2 separate regions of the Mus musculus genome follow, and region 1 is linked to region 2. The links are chromatin contacts, called in public HiChIP or PLAC-seq maps. All regions are on one chromosome and are shown on one strand. Each heading gives the region's core, a stretch centred on a gene start, on an enhancer-like site or on the middle of the called end of the contact. The rest is flanking DNA. Distances are from core to core; before and after follow the strand shown.

Region 1 (6,671 bases), core at 1,056-3,555, 68 kb after region 2:
CCTCCCCCCACTCTGTCTGAATCAATGAGAACTTTACAGTGTACAAACCCAACAGTCCAGGTGCCCAGTCTGAGGCTCCTCTGCTGAAGGATACAAAGTAGACCTTTTTTTGGCTGTGTCTTTGTAGTGGCAAAGACAAGCCCATGATTTTTCTCACCACACAAGGTCTGATTACTTAGGGATGCTGATAGTATGTTGCAACTTCATAGAAACTTTTTTTCAGGGAGGGGCTGGCTCCCTACCTTGGTCGTTTAGAGTTGGTCATGGCTCTAGCTAGCGGGGACGTTGCTTTCCTCTCTTTCATCTCGACAGAAAACATTTGATCTCTTAAGGTCCCATGTCTTTACCCATGTAGTTTTCTAGTTTCCTTTGGTTTATTTAGTACGGCTTCATGGGTAGGTACCATTCCTCCGTGGAAAAGGTAATAATTCTTAGCATGCTGTCACAAGTCTCCTCTCTTCACCCCCCCCCCCCATCTCTCTCTGTCTCTCTCTCACACACACCTGAAACCTTGTCTAGATTAATGGTCAGTGTCTCACACACACGCACATTTGTGTTGTGATAGTGGAGAGACGCGGGGAATTACTGACAAGATCCAGAATAATTTCGAATGCTGTCGAAGGCTTCATTTTCTCCTCGGCATGATGGATGAGGCAGAAGAAGTGCTTTCTGAGATCATTATGTGTATCGTTCTGTTAAGTGTTATTAAAGTCTGTCTGTCTTAGGCAGCATAAACAACACCCTCTGCCTTCCCTTGTTCCCTGGTTTTCAGAATAGTAACCACATACCCCCCACCCCACCCCCTTTCTCCTTCCTGAGATTATCTGACTATTAATTCCTGCCATAAAATTATTGAGAATTATGTTTTTCTTTCCACTTAAAATTGGATAGTATTAACCCATAAAAGGTCCTGGCTTATTTTTAAACCAGTAAATATTTTAGAAATTCATTTTATTAAAAGAACCAGATGTGGAGGGTAGCAGACTTTGGAGTGTGGGGCTAGGTCTTTAACTTCAAAGGGATGTAATAGTCTTTTATTTTCTGGGGTCTCCATTATTTTCTGTATCGGTGATACATTACCTGGAGTCGATGGTGCAAGACACGGATGAGGTTGGAGGTGCTGAAAAACGCACTAGAATCATCTCTGAAAGGCAGATGGATTTGGAGGGGACCATGCTAGATCATGGAAATGAAAAGAAAAATCTTAGGATTGTAGGTTCAGGGAAAGTTTGCTTTTTTTTTTTTTTTTGGACTGTGCCTCAGGAGGGTGGATTCCTCTCAGACCTGGGAGCAGTTGGGAGCAGTTGTGGGGGGAAAGGGGTCTGGAGTCAAAGCAGCATAAAAGCCGTGTGGCACACAGCAGCCAAGGAGAAATGACAGATGGCTCACGTTAAAACTGAAGCAATTTCACTGGAACAAAAGAATTAACTTTGAAGGTTCGGAACTTTCTCTAAGTCCCAGATTGTTCTGAACCCTGTGATAACACACGAGGCTACCTGCTGTATTGGTTGCTTTCGTTCTTCTGCCGTAGCCCCCCCTCCCCACTCCCCTTTGTTGTTGTTGTTATTATGGGTTCTGAACAGTTTGCTGGAGTCTCTTTAGGCCCCCGGAGGCTCACCCAAAGAAACTGTAACCCAAACGAGTAGACCCTCATATTTCCTTTTAAAAAGCGATTTTCCCCTTTTTTGTGGGGGGGGGGATTCATTGTGATCTAGAGAGGCTCAGTTTTAGACTTTTAATAGAATCGCCTAAGTTTGATGCACAGCTGGGGCAAGCCCAGCCATCCACAGCACAGCTAGTTTCTGAACATTTAATTTTATATTTGAATAATTCTCCAGATCAGGCTATAATCATGAATGTCATATAAAAAGTTTTTTTTAAAAGAGGAAATTACATTATTTCACAGATGTGCAAATACTTCTGAGAAAAAAATTACATTGATCAGTTTTTAATACCCCCCTGTCTCACCCTTCAGTCTAAGGGAAAAATAAGCCCCCCCCCATCTTTGTCTTCAGAAAGGTGCTAGATTGTAAACATCTGAGGGAAATGGAGGGGGCTTGGCCAGTCCACCCCAAACTCCTTCCAGGTTTTCAATCTTTTCAGCAGCAGCCTTCAGTCTGCAGAGAAGAGGGAGGGTCTACAGAATCTAAAGAGAGACAGGAGATGTCTCTGTTTGTTATTAAAATTTAAAGCACAAGGTAGGACTGCAAGTGGCTAATTTTGAGTCCACTCACTTAAGGGGAAAGGTCTGAGGCAACCTGTGCAAGGTGGCAACTTGGAGCTAGCTGGTGAAGGCAAGTGCCACAGGGGAAGGCTTAGCTGTGACAGGGGACAGTAGGTGAGCGGTCACAGCCGTTCCCTTTATAGGGTCTGAAACAACGGCACGTGGGTATTTCATTCAAAACTGTGCAGACGAACATTCAGGTTCATTTAGTGGGGAGACACGATTATTCTTTGTTTTGGAACAGGAGTCTGTTTATTCTCCTTCAGATAAAAGCACTTTGGAATTTCTGTGGTTTTTTTCCCCCTAATATGAAACATTTCTGAAAGGGATGACAACGGGAGGAAGAAACTGTGGTGGCCATTTCAGGGATAGTCAGTCACCTGTGGTGGGAAGCGTCCCCTGGTCACTCGGGGCTGAACGACGGAATGTCCCTGAGTCTGAAACAAGGCACGTGAATTAAAAGTCTGGGCCACAAGCGTCCCTGTGTTTCTTTCGTTAACAGCTCTGACCAAGTGATATAGCACGGCCTCTGCCCTCATAGAGTATTTGGATATTTGATATGGTGTCATAAAGATACCATGGAAGTAAAAAAAAATTGCATTAGCATTTGGCTCATGGATAATGATTTGTGTAAGCTATGCTGCAGTTGCTTAGTTCTTCTGTGCTGAACCAACGTAAAATTTTATTTTTATCTGGTCCCAAATAGTGAGATGATATTTAAAAAAAATAATGAACTAAAGGGTTATATTCAGATCAATATGTGTGGTATCACAAGCAACTCTTTGTCTTGCCAAAATCATGCACATCAGATGGAGAAAAAAAAAAGCTAATCTGAAAATGCCAGGTTTATTTTCTGTGTGCAGGCAGTACCAAGCTACGAGGGCTCTTATCACAGTGTACCGAAAGTCCTCAGCACAAAAATGTGTAACGAAAGCTGTTACTCGGAGTGCGGCTCATGTATTGGAACGGCTGTGACAGTGAGATACAGTTAAACACTTGTTCAATTATAAGAAAAAGAAAGTCGGAAGGGGACTTGATTTCGATAAGAATTTTTAAAGGATCCTTGAAATCTCTGAGGAAACCTTACTTCCAGTTTTGAGTCACAAACTGGGAGCCTTCCCTTGGACTCTCTGTCCCTTTCTCTCTCCTTACCCTTGTCCGATCCCTGTAAGTAAGGGTCCTGTCATTTGAACAACTTTCCTGCTAAATCCTACTCATTAAAATAAAACCTGAAGGAGCTGGGTTAGGGTTATTTGCAAATTATTTCAAGTGTTTGCTCTTTTATAGCCTCGTGGGAAATGGGGGAGTCGTCTTGTCATGGGCTACCCCTCTCCCCTACACTCGTTTTGCTCTCAGATGATTCTGACACTTTTCTGGCAGATAGATTTTTATGAACACACAAAAGGCTCTCACTAATATTGGTAGCCAGTGTTTAGTTCAGGGAGTCTTTACCCAGACCTTTGATGTTTTTTTGTTTTTGTTTTCTGAATGCTCTATTAACATGTGTGCAGTGTGTGTGTGTGTGTGTGTGTGTGTGTGTGTGTGTACACACGAGTGCACGTGAGATTGAATGTACTTCATATATGCTTGTTTGAAATACAGATAGATATACATATACAGACATGTGGCTTTTGTGCCCTTGTTTTGTTTGACACATACATTCTTTTTCGGAGACTTTGGCTATATAAGGAACACATGCTCCCATGTGTAAAATTCCTTTTGTTTTAGGTTAACTTTTTACTTTCCAAGCTGAGTGGTCTGTATGCTTTGTTAAGCAGGTAGGGCTCATTTGTTAATGTCGCCTCTTCTGAGGCTGACACCCGAATGGTGTTTGTGGGGTGGGCTCAGAAAGATCATCACTGCAGTATCATTTTGAAATTGTTCTCGTCAGAGGGGGGAAAATAAATAAATAAATAAATAAATAAATAAATAAATAATAAAAGAGCCACCAACCCAAACCCAAACAAATCCCCAAGCTGAAAAACCTCAGCCTTTAAGCAAACAAAAATCCATGCAATATTCTTTAATCTGGAAGGCTACGTGGTTTACTTAACCTTGACTAAAAATAATAATCTCAGGCATTAGAGAGAGAGACCCAAATCTTCAGTGTTTATGACTAAGACCCCCGCCCCCCCCCAGCAGACTGGAGAACTGTCTCCCCTTGTCTGTCTCAACTTCACAGTCTCCACTGGCCTTAACGTATTCGAATCTCTGAAAATGAGCAGAGGAAAGAAAGTCCTGAACTTTTCTAAGGAGTTTGTTGGGTCTCTTGGTATCTGAGAAACTTTACAGAAAGGTCTATGTACTCAGTTTGGGAGGCAGAGGGAGTGGGAAAAATGGAGAAAGCGATCTTTTTTTTTCTTCCTTTCTTCCCTTCTATTGAGGTTGGTACGGGCCACTCCAAATGGGATGCTGGAATTTCCAGACCCTGTCTCTATCTTCTGAGTCCTGTCTGTACCTGGAATAAAATGTTGCCGTTGAACTTATTGACATAATGGTCCCCATGGGGACTTATAGCCATCAAAGTAAAATTTCACAATAAATCCAGAGGCCACCTGGAGGACTGCCATTAAAGAGCTTTTTAGAGGAGGGGTGGGGGACTTTAAAAGCTTAATTCTTCTTAAACACGAGTTCAATGATTGTGTCTGTGTTGCTCTTTCCAAGAGTTAGGTCTTTACTTTAGCTTTGTCAAATAATCCTTTCAAGCGTGTTTTTTTTTTTTTTTTTGACTGCAAAAATGTGGCATTCTGTATAGATGACGTCACTGTCCCCCTCCAGCCTCACTGAAAGCCAAGAGTTACCCAGCAATGAACTGCAGTAGGGATTTCTGTGTGTCTCAGGGAATACATGCCTTACAACGTGAGGTGGGTCTTACCGTACTATCCAATACCAGGGGTGTTATTGATCAGGATGGGGGGACTTCCCCCCACCCCAAGCTAATTAGTCTTTGTGGAGTCAGATAACTAATGCTGTTTTACACTTAGCACTCAGGACACACATTTCATCCTCAAAATGCTTTGAAAACATTAACTAATTAATCATTAGCTAATTTAGCAACTGACAATGAAAGTTGAGACACCAAAGGAGGCTGGATTCCACCAGCATCTTGCGCGGGCACACACCCCTGCCCCAGTGCCAAAGACGGATTACTCTGTCTGGAGAGGGGGTGGGGTATGGTGAAGGTTGTCAGGTGTGAGCAGTTTACAGGGTGCTGCCCAGGTGAGCCCTGTAAGGAACAGTAAGAAAACCTTGAAGGGACACAGCCTTGGGCAGTCTTAAAAGGTAATGGCTAGAAGTTATTTATTCTTTTAAATGATAATGAAAAAAGTGAATAAATAGAAATTTAAAGGCCAACTTAGGAGAATCAACCTTAGCAAATGTCTAGAGCGTGTGAGAAGATATTGAAATTTAAAAGTGTGGTTAGCAATTTTCAAAAGGGGGCAAGGAAGCAATGGGTGTTTTACTTCTTTAGATTTGAAAGACTTGCCATAAGGTTGTAACAAGGTAGGGTCTGGGCGTGTGTGTGTGTGTGTGTGTGTGCGTGCATGTGTGTGTGTGTGTGTGCATGTGTGTGTGTGCATGTGTGTGTGCATGTATGTGTGTGTGCGTGTATGTGTGTGTGCATGTGTGCATGTGCATGTGTGTGTGTGTGCATGTGTGTGTAAGAATAATCTTTTGCAGAAAGCTTCCTGGGTCCATGTACACTGCTTTAGCGATCGAGCTTCATTTAAGAAACTCATTACAGCACCTTAGAGAGAGACTTCTCTGTGTGTCCCCACCAATGGAACTCTTTTTCCAGGGCCTTGTCTTCTCTGCACTGTGGCCCCCATCCACTGTGTGAATGAAATGTGAAAATAGTTGGGGAGTTTCTCTGAGCTAGCAGCGACCGCACAAGCTGAGTTTTCTTTTAAAAAAAAAATACGGAGACAGTTCATGTATAGAGTCACTGTGAATGAGGGCGTATGTGTGGTCCAGTTCTTTCAAAGAAACACTCCACAAAGCCACCAGCCTTATAGAAGGTGGCACCAGGGACTGTTTTTTTTTTTGTTTTTTTTTTTTTTTGAGTGAATATATTTTGCATCTATTCAGTTTGTTCTAATTCTCACACATCATTCTCCTGTTCCAAGAAAATGCAGGATTTTAGAGTACTGAAGAAAAATGTCAGTTGTACAGTTTATATTCTCAGCCTCGTTGGTGTGTCACACAGAAATGTTGCTAAACAGGGCACCTGACACAGCAGCTCAACTGTCCAGGTTGAATCCCACAGAAGGATTCCAACCCTGTGGACAACTTCCCTAGCAAACCTGGGAGATTTTCTGGTAGATATGGCAAGGCAGTGGAAGCAGCCATGCGCATCTGGTGGGCCACACTAGTTGTGCGCAGCATCCGGTGGGAGAGACAGAAGGCAGATACAGCTCACTCGGAAACCGTACCTGCAAGGACCCGG
Region 2 (6,109 bases), core at 200-2,699:
CTCTTGCCTTCGCTCATTTACTGCCTGTTTGTGTCTTTGAGGAGCTCAAACCAATGTTGGGAATGGGTTCAGAGATGTGGGCAATGCTGTCATGGCAGAAACTGCTTCCCAGTTCCTTTGCCGCTGCCGCCACCACCAACATCGTCCTCCTCCTCCTCCTTCTTTTTACTAACCTTCTTTCTTTCCAAAACAACCCATACAAAGGTTCGACTGCTCAACTGTGAATCAAGAAGGATGTGTCTGTGTCAAGACACAACAAAGAGGAGGTGCCCAGGTTTGGGCTTCTGATGGCTTCAGAGTTAGGGACAGTGGCATATTTCAGGAAAGAGCCTGGAAGCAACTCTCTGGTCAGGGTCACCAGTCAGGCTCACTGGTATCCAAAGAGTCCTCACTTCCACCTGCTCAGGAAGCTTTTCTTTCTTCCTTCCTTCCTTCCTTCCTTCCTTCCTTCCTTCCTTCCTTCCTTCCTCCCTCCCTCCCTCCCTCCCTCCCTCCCTCCCTCCCTCCCTCTCTCTCTTTCTCTCTTTCTTTCTTTCTTTCTTTCTTTCTTTCTTTCTTTCTTTCTTTCTTTCTTTCTTTTTTTCTTCCTTCCTTCCTTCCTTCCTTCCTTCCTTCCTTCCTTCCTTCCTCCCTCCCTCCCTCCCTCCCTCCCTCCCTCCCTCCCTCTCTCTCTCTCTTTCTTTCTTTCTTTCTTTCTTTCTTTCTTTCTCAGAGAAAGCAAAGACTCAGACCTCCACAATTGGCTGATATGATATCACTAGTTCTCAGGTGTTAAAACACAACTCCTAATTTGCATTGGGCAAACCCTCTGGATTTTAAAACTAGTTTAGTCTTGATTTCCTGGCTTGCGTTGTTTCCTTTCAACACACACCTGCTAAATAAGATGTCTTCGTTAACACGAATTAAGAATGCTTTGTTCCTTTACAGCTTTGTGAATGAAGTTTTAGAAATGTGTTAGCATTTTTTTTCTAAAATAAGCTCCTTAAAAATATACAAATTCTTAGACATGAAACTAAAGAAAAATCTCTAGGCTTATGTGTGAAAAATATTTCTCTGTCTCTGTCTCTGTCTCTGTCTTTGTCTCTCTCTCTCTCTCTCTCTCTCTCTCTCTGTGTGTGTGTGTGTGTGTGTGTGTGTGTGTGTGTGTGAGAGAGAGAGAGAGAGAGAGAGAGAGAGAGAGAGAGAGAGAGAGAGAGATATGGGCTTTAATCATCACTGTACTTAGAAACATTAAAAGACCAAAGGAAACTTGTTTTTCATTGTAAGGAAAGGAACCGGAAACACTAGCAACATGTAAATATTGTTTCCTGGTAAGTTATAATCACATTACTCTTGGGTTACATGTTAGACCATGCTGATACCAAAAGACCACTTCCCAGTGGTGTCATTGCTTTGGGAGGCAGAGATAGGCGAGATCTAGCCCATGCAGTGACTAGGGTAGAACTGGCTTCTTTTACAAACAGGCATTTGGTTTTGTTGTTTGTTTGCTTCCGGACCCTCTCGTGTTCTAGTTGAACTCTTAGGCAAGATTCCTTAGACACAGACACTTCATGAATATCAGGCCCATGTTTCTCTGCCTACTGTTAATCTTACAGGAAGAGCCAAGGTAGAGTTGAGGTTTGTGGAAAAAAGTACCAGCCTCATCATCATATGGAAACAATAAGAATCAAGTTGCCACACTTCGTAAATCAGGCTCATTTTATCTTATGTTCTTTTGTTCGTTTTTGATTTTACACTTTTACGATGAACACACTTGGTTTGTTGAATGTACGCTGGAGACAGGAGCCTCCGTGGTTCCAGAATGTCCACTAGTGGGCGCTGCAGTGCTACCAACATTGTATGTATGAGTCTATATTTTTAATCCGAGCACAGTATTAAAGAAAAAAAAAAATCACAGAGTAAATGGTGAGTTTTCATCCCTTCATAGCAGCTTTCCTGTCAAGAAAGACACCAAAAATATAGCTGGAAGATGCTATCTGCTGAAATTATTTACTAAAATTTTAGAACAGAATGGCAGGGTGGGGATCTGTCCCGTTTCTGCCAACATTCATTTATATTTGCAAATTGTCACGTTTATTCTTGTTTGATAGGCATGGACTCTGAGTTCACATTATGCAGAAAAAAAAGGTACTTAATGGCCTAGTCCAAAATTAACACTACTCATTAGGCGAACACCCTGCCTTTTTTTTCTATCAAAGAAAGGCCGTTCATGTGTTCGGTCTATATGATTTTGAGTAGGAAGCAGTACGCGTTTGGGGCTAAGATGTCTGTTTGATATTTAGAGGCGAATTTGATGCTTTAATAAGGGAATCCTCTGTCTCCCTCATCCATCATCCCGCATCTTCATCCATCCAAACACCACTGTAAAGTTGTCAGAGCCTTTTCCATATTCAGTACTTGTATAAATAATGGCTGCTGTGATTTGAGGAAAAAAAAAGGCGGTGTGCATTTCCCAGTGATGTTATATATCTGATCACAGCCCTGGCGACACCTCAGAGGTTTTGTTTAAGCTTGCTGCAGCCTCGTGCATATCATTTAAGTCCTAGAGTCAAAGACCATTTTGTATGTTGACCATTATTGTGGTTAGTACTTGCTGAAATCAGTTTTGTAATGGTGGTGGTGATGGTGTGTGTGTGTGTGTGTGTATGTGTGCACGCTCTAGCGCATGCATGTGTGTGTGTATATATGTTTATGTGTGCATGTGTATGTATGCATATATGTGTGTATGTGTATATGTGTGTGCGCATGTGTGTGTGCACATGTGCATACCTGTGTGTTGTACAGCACGGATAGAACACAGCCTTTGCCTGATCATTTCATTTTTTTTTTTTATCATTGCCCATCACTTTTTCTCCTCTACTCTGCTGTCTTAGGGATTATGCAGGTTCAGTGCAATATTCTGAAATTAATCAAAGCAAGCAAAACCCCATGCCTTATTATCCATGGTGGGGGAGAGAGAGAGGCTTCCAGGACCCACAGAGCTTTGTGATGCCGGCCAGTTGTATAACTAGAATTTTATACATTATCTTATATATATATATAAAGAGGCTCTGGTTTTCACACAATGAAACCCTTTCATGTTAAGTTGTCCAGGCAGTGGATGGCTGCGTGTGTCAGTGACAAAGGCTTGCGATTTAACTGATGCATTGTACCCTGTTCCTTATTTAAATGAGGAACTCATGAGGGTGTGTGTGTGTGACAATATCCAATATCCATTTTTTTCTTTTCTTTCTTTCTTCTTTTTATTTTTAAGCTTAGCAGACCAACTCTAAGTCCCTAATGCAGTAATGCTGTATGGGTCATGGCAGCTTTGAAAAAAAAATGAGGCAAGAGCAAACTTCCAGCATGCTTATCCAGTCTGGACCTTGCGTTCTGTCTCATCTTTTGATAATCAGGCTCTCCAAATTATTTGTTTCCACTAAATTAGTGGCCATTGTACAGATTGCAGACACTTAGTCTGATTGAAAGTGATCAAAGGAGATTATGCACTGGGCTGGCTGAGCGAAGGTTCTGATTTGACCCACTGCCTGGAGAGAAAGTATCTAATCTTATAAACCCCATTCACTCCTGATGTGCTTTGTGACACTGCCCGGAACACATTAGACCCCTTTGTCTTAGTTCAGAGGAAGATGAAGGTGGGTTGGGTTGAGCCGGCACATGAGACAAATGGATGGAGACCCTGGGTGGTATTCTTTTCGTGGTGTCTTGAACTCTGTGTGTGTCAGGGTAGAGGGGGCTCTGCCTCCCTTCCCGATGGTAAATTCCCACCATCTTGGAGGAAGACACTGCTTCATTATTTATCAAGTGTGTTCTCGGTGTCAGAGGCTGTTACAGATCTTATGTTTCAAATCTAACCGTATTTATGTGTGTTTATGTAGCTTGTCCTACGAAACAGAAACATAGCCGGCCGTGTTTGCGGGTATGGAAGTGAGGAGAAGGAGGTGGGGTGGGGTGATGGGGAGATGACTGGCACTGCCCACTAGAACATCTGCCGTATGTAGCATGTCCTCCTGCCTCATCTGGAAAAGTGATTTAGATGGTCTCTCTCTCTCTCTCTCTCTCTCTGTCTGTCTGTCTGTCTGTCTCTCTGTCTCTCTGTCTCTCTGTCTCTCTGTCTCTCTGTCTCTCCCTCTCTCTCCCTCTCTCTCTGAATGCTGATTTCTGTTTTGTTTTTACAGAGAAAGAACCCCAGAGATGGAAAGAAAACAAAGAATTGTTATCTGGGAGCTGTTGGTAGGAGGTGAAGTGCATTCAGTCATGGAGGAAACCAGTGTGGAGGGTCCTTGAAAAATTGAAAATGGAACTGCTACTGCTTGACCAGACATGGTTGATGGCTTACATCCAGAGGAAGTGAAATGGGTACATCCAAGTGTCATCTGCTATTCCACGCTCATTCAACCTTGTCCCCAAGAGCTGAGGCCCAGAATCCACCTGCCTGTCTATCACGGATGCTGCGGTGATATACAGTGGAATATTATATACCCCTAAAAAAGAAGGAAGTCGTGTAATCTGGGACATAATAGTTGAATCTGGAGCATATTCAGCCATGGGAAATCAGTCAGGCACAGAAAACTAAATAACATGTGATCTTATTCCTATGTAAAATCTAGAAGGAGGGGGAGAGGAGAAGAAAGGAAGGAAGAAAGAAATTCTTAAAATAGGACAGTGTTTGCAGGGTATTGGGGAGATATTGGCCAAAGCAAGATTTCAATTAGATAGAAAAATGAGTTCAGATCTACTGTTCAAGAAGGGAATCATAGTTCATAATAAAAGTGATATATTTTGAAACCTGCTAAGAGAGATTTTTATGTGTTCTCACCCTAAAACTAACTATATGAGACAATGCGTGTTAATGAGCTCAATTAGGCTACTCTACAACGAATACAACGTTCAAAACAGCACTAAATAGAACCCGTTTTTATTCATCAATTAAACAAATGTTCTGGAAATAGCTCCTTCCCTTTGGAGTTGCGGGTTGATCCTGCGTGAGGGTGTTTGGCTCTGTGCTTCAGTTGGCTGGAGTCCATCGCTGTAATCTGTCCCCTCAAAGTTGTCACCTTTTAAAGTTTGAAATCAGATTGGCTAGGATGAGGTAGGGACGACGACGGAAGAAGATCAAAGGATTACACCAGGTGGAGTCAGGCTGAGAGGGGTCACAGAGGGTTAGGAACTTGTGTGGTAAGCATGCTCTCTCTCGGGCTTGAGCCAAGCTACCTGGCAGGAGATGGCCATGTGACCAGGGTGCTGCATTCACATGCGTATACATCAGGCTCCACGGGTCTTTCCCAATCCTCTTTCATGTTAGGGTTTCCTGGCCCTCATCACTCACCAGTGGAAGAAAGTGGCCCACTAGTGGTTCTCAAGTGAGTGGGACCAACCTTACATTTTAACATTGTCATTGGGATAATTGGCAGAGGGCTCCCATGCTCCCCTCTTACGCATAGTTTAGATGTCAGAGAACAGCCATCGGGACTCAGTCTGGCTTTGTTTCCTTTAATCTCTGACAGGACTGTCTAGCGTTGATTCAAACCAGGAGGGGCTCCGCGCTGTGGGTGAGGGAACTCACTCAGACCCTTTCATGGCCCTGGGTAGGTAGAGGTGCCAAGTGAACGTTCTATCTAGTTCCTCAAGTATCTGGTGAGGGTCTTGCTTGATGGTCTCCAGAACATTCTGTTGCATGAATCCCTCATCTGTCTCTTTCGTTCTGGTCCCCTTAGAGGGCAGGGATGACACAAGGTCAAAAGGAAGGAGAGAGCAAAACCCCCTGGAGTCAGACTGTGGCCCTTCTCTGGTTCCCTCTCTTTGCCTTTTGTCTTACAGAGGGAACTACTGGTCTGCAAGTTGCTGTGCAGATGGCTGGGCACGGGGCTGGCCCTCCAGCTGGGCTGACTTAACCCCAGAGTGTTTGTGTTTGCTTTTGACAGCCAAGACAGAGAGGAGGGGAAGCTGGTTCCAGCAGGATGAGTCTCCCCTCCTTTCCTCCAACAGCAGCTGGTGGAATGTCTAGGCTGTTCTCCTGCCACGCACTGAGTGAAGTTTGGATGGGGGACAGATGTATTCTCTAGCAAGGAATCCCAGCTCTTCTTCTGGAGCATGCGCAGTCACTGCC

Evidence for each region. HiChIP or PLAC-seq counts read pairs in DNA pulled down with a chosen protein or histone mark.
Region 1: a contact with region 2 is called in an H3K4me3 HiChIP or PLAC-seq map of embryonic hindbrain, with 4 times the contacts expected there. The contact joins two enhancer-like sites. A contact is called at or near these places in 6 of 484 Hi-C or Micro-C datasets (MC3T3-E1-derived osteoblasts, the N1E-115 cell line, cranial neural crest and 2 more) and 7 of 115 datasets of contacts at active chromatin or transcription factors (differentiating embryonic stem cells, embryonic forebrain, embryonic hindbrain and 4 more).

What each region holds. Positions count from the first base shown.
Region 1 is chr8:107,947,481-107,954,151 of GRCm38.p6, forward strand. No RefSeq gene overlaps it. Among named protein-coding and RNA genes, the nearest start is that of Gm39242, 120 kb to the left of the region's middle. Within about 2 kb of position 2,306, at least 7 of the 459 cell types and tissues checked have an H3K27ac peak or open chromatin away from gene starts, as enhancers often do.
Region 2 is chr8:107,880,227-107,886,335 of GRCm38.p6, forward strand. No RefSeq gene overlaps it. Among named protein-coding and RNA genes, the nearest start is that of Gm39242, 49 kb to the left of the region's middle. Within about 2 kb of position 1,450, at least 3 of the 459 cell types and tissues checked have an H3K27ac peak or open chromatin away from gene starts, as enhancers often do.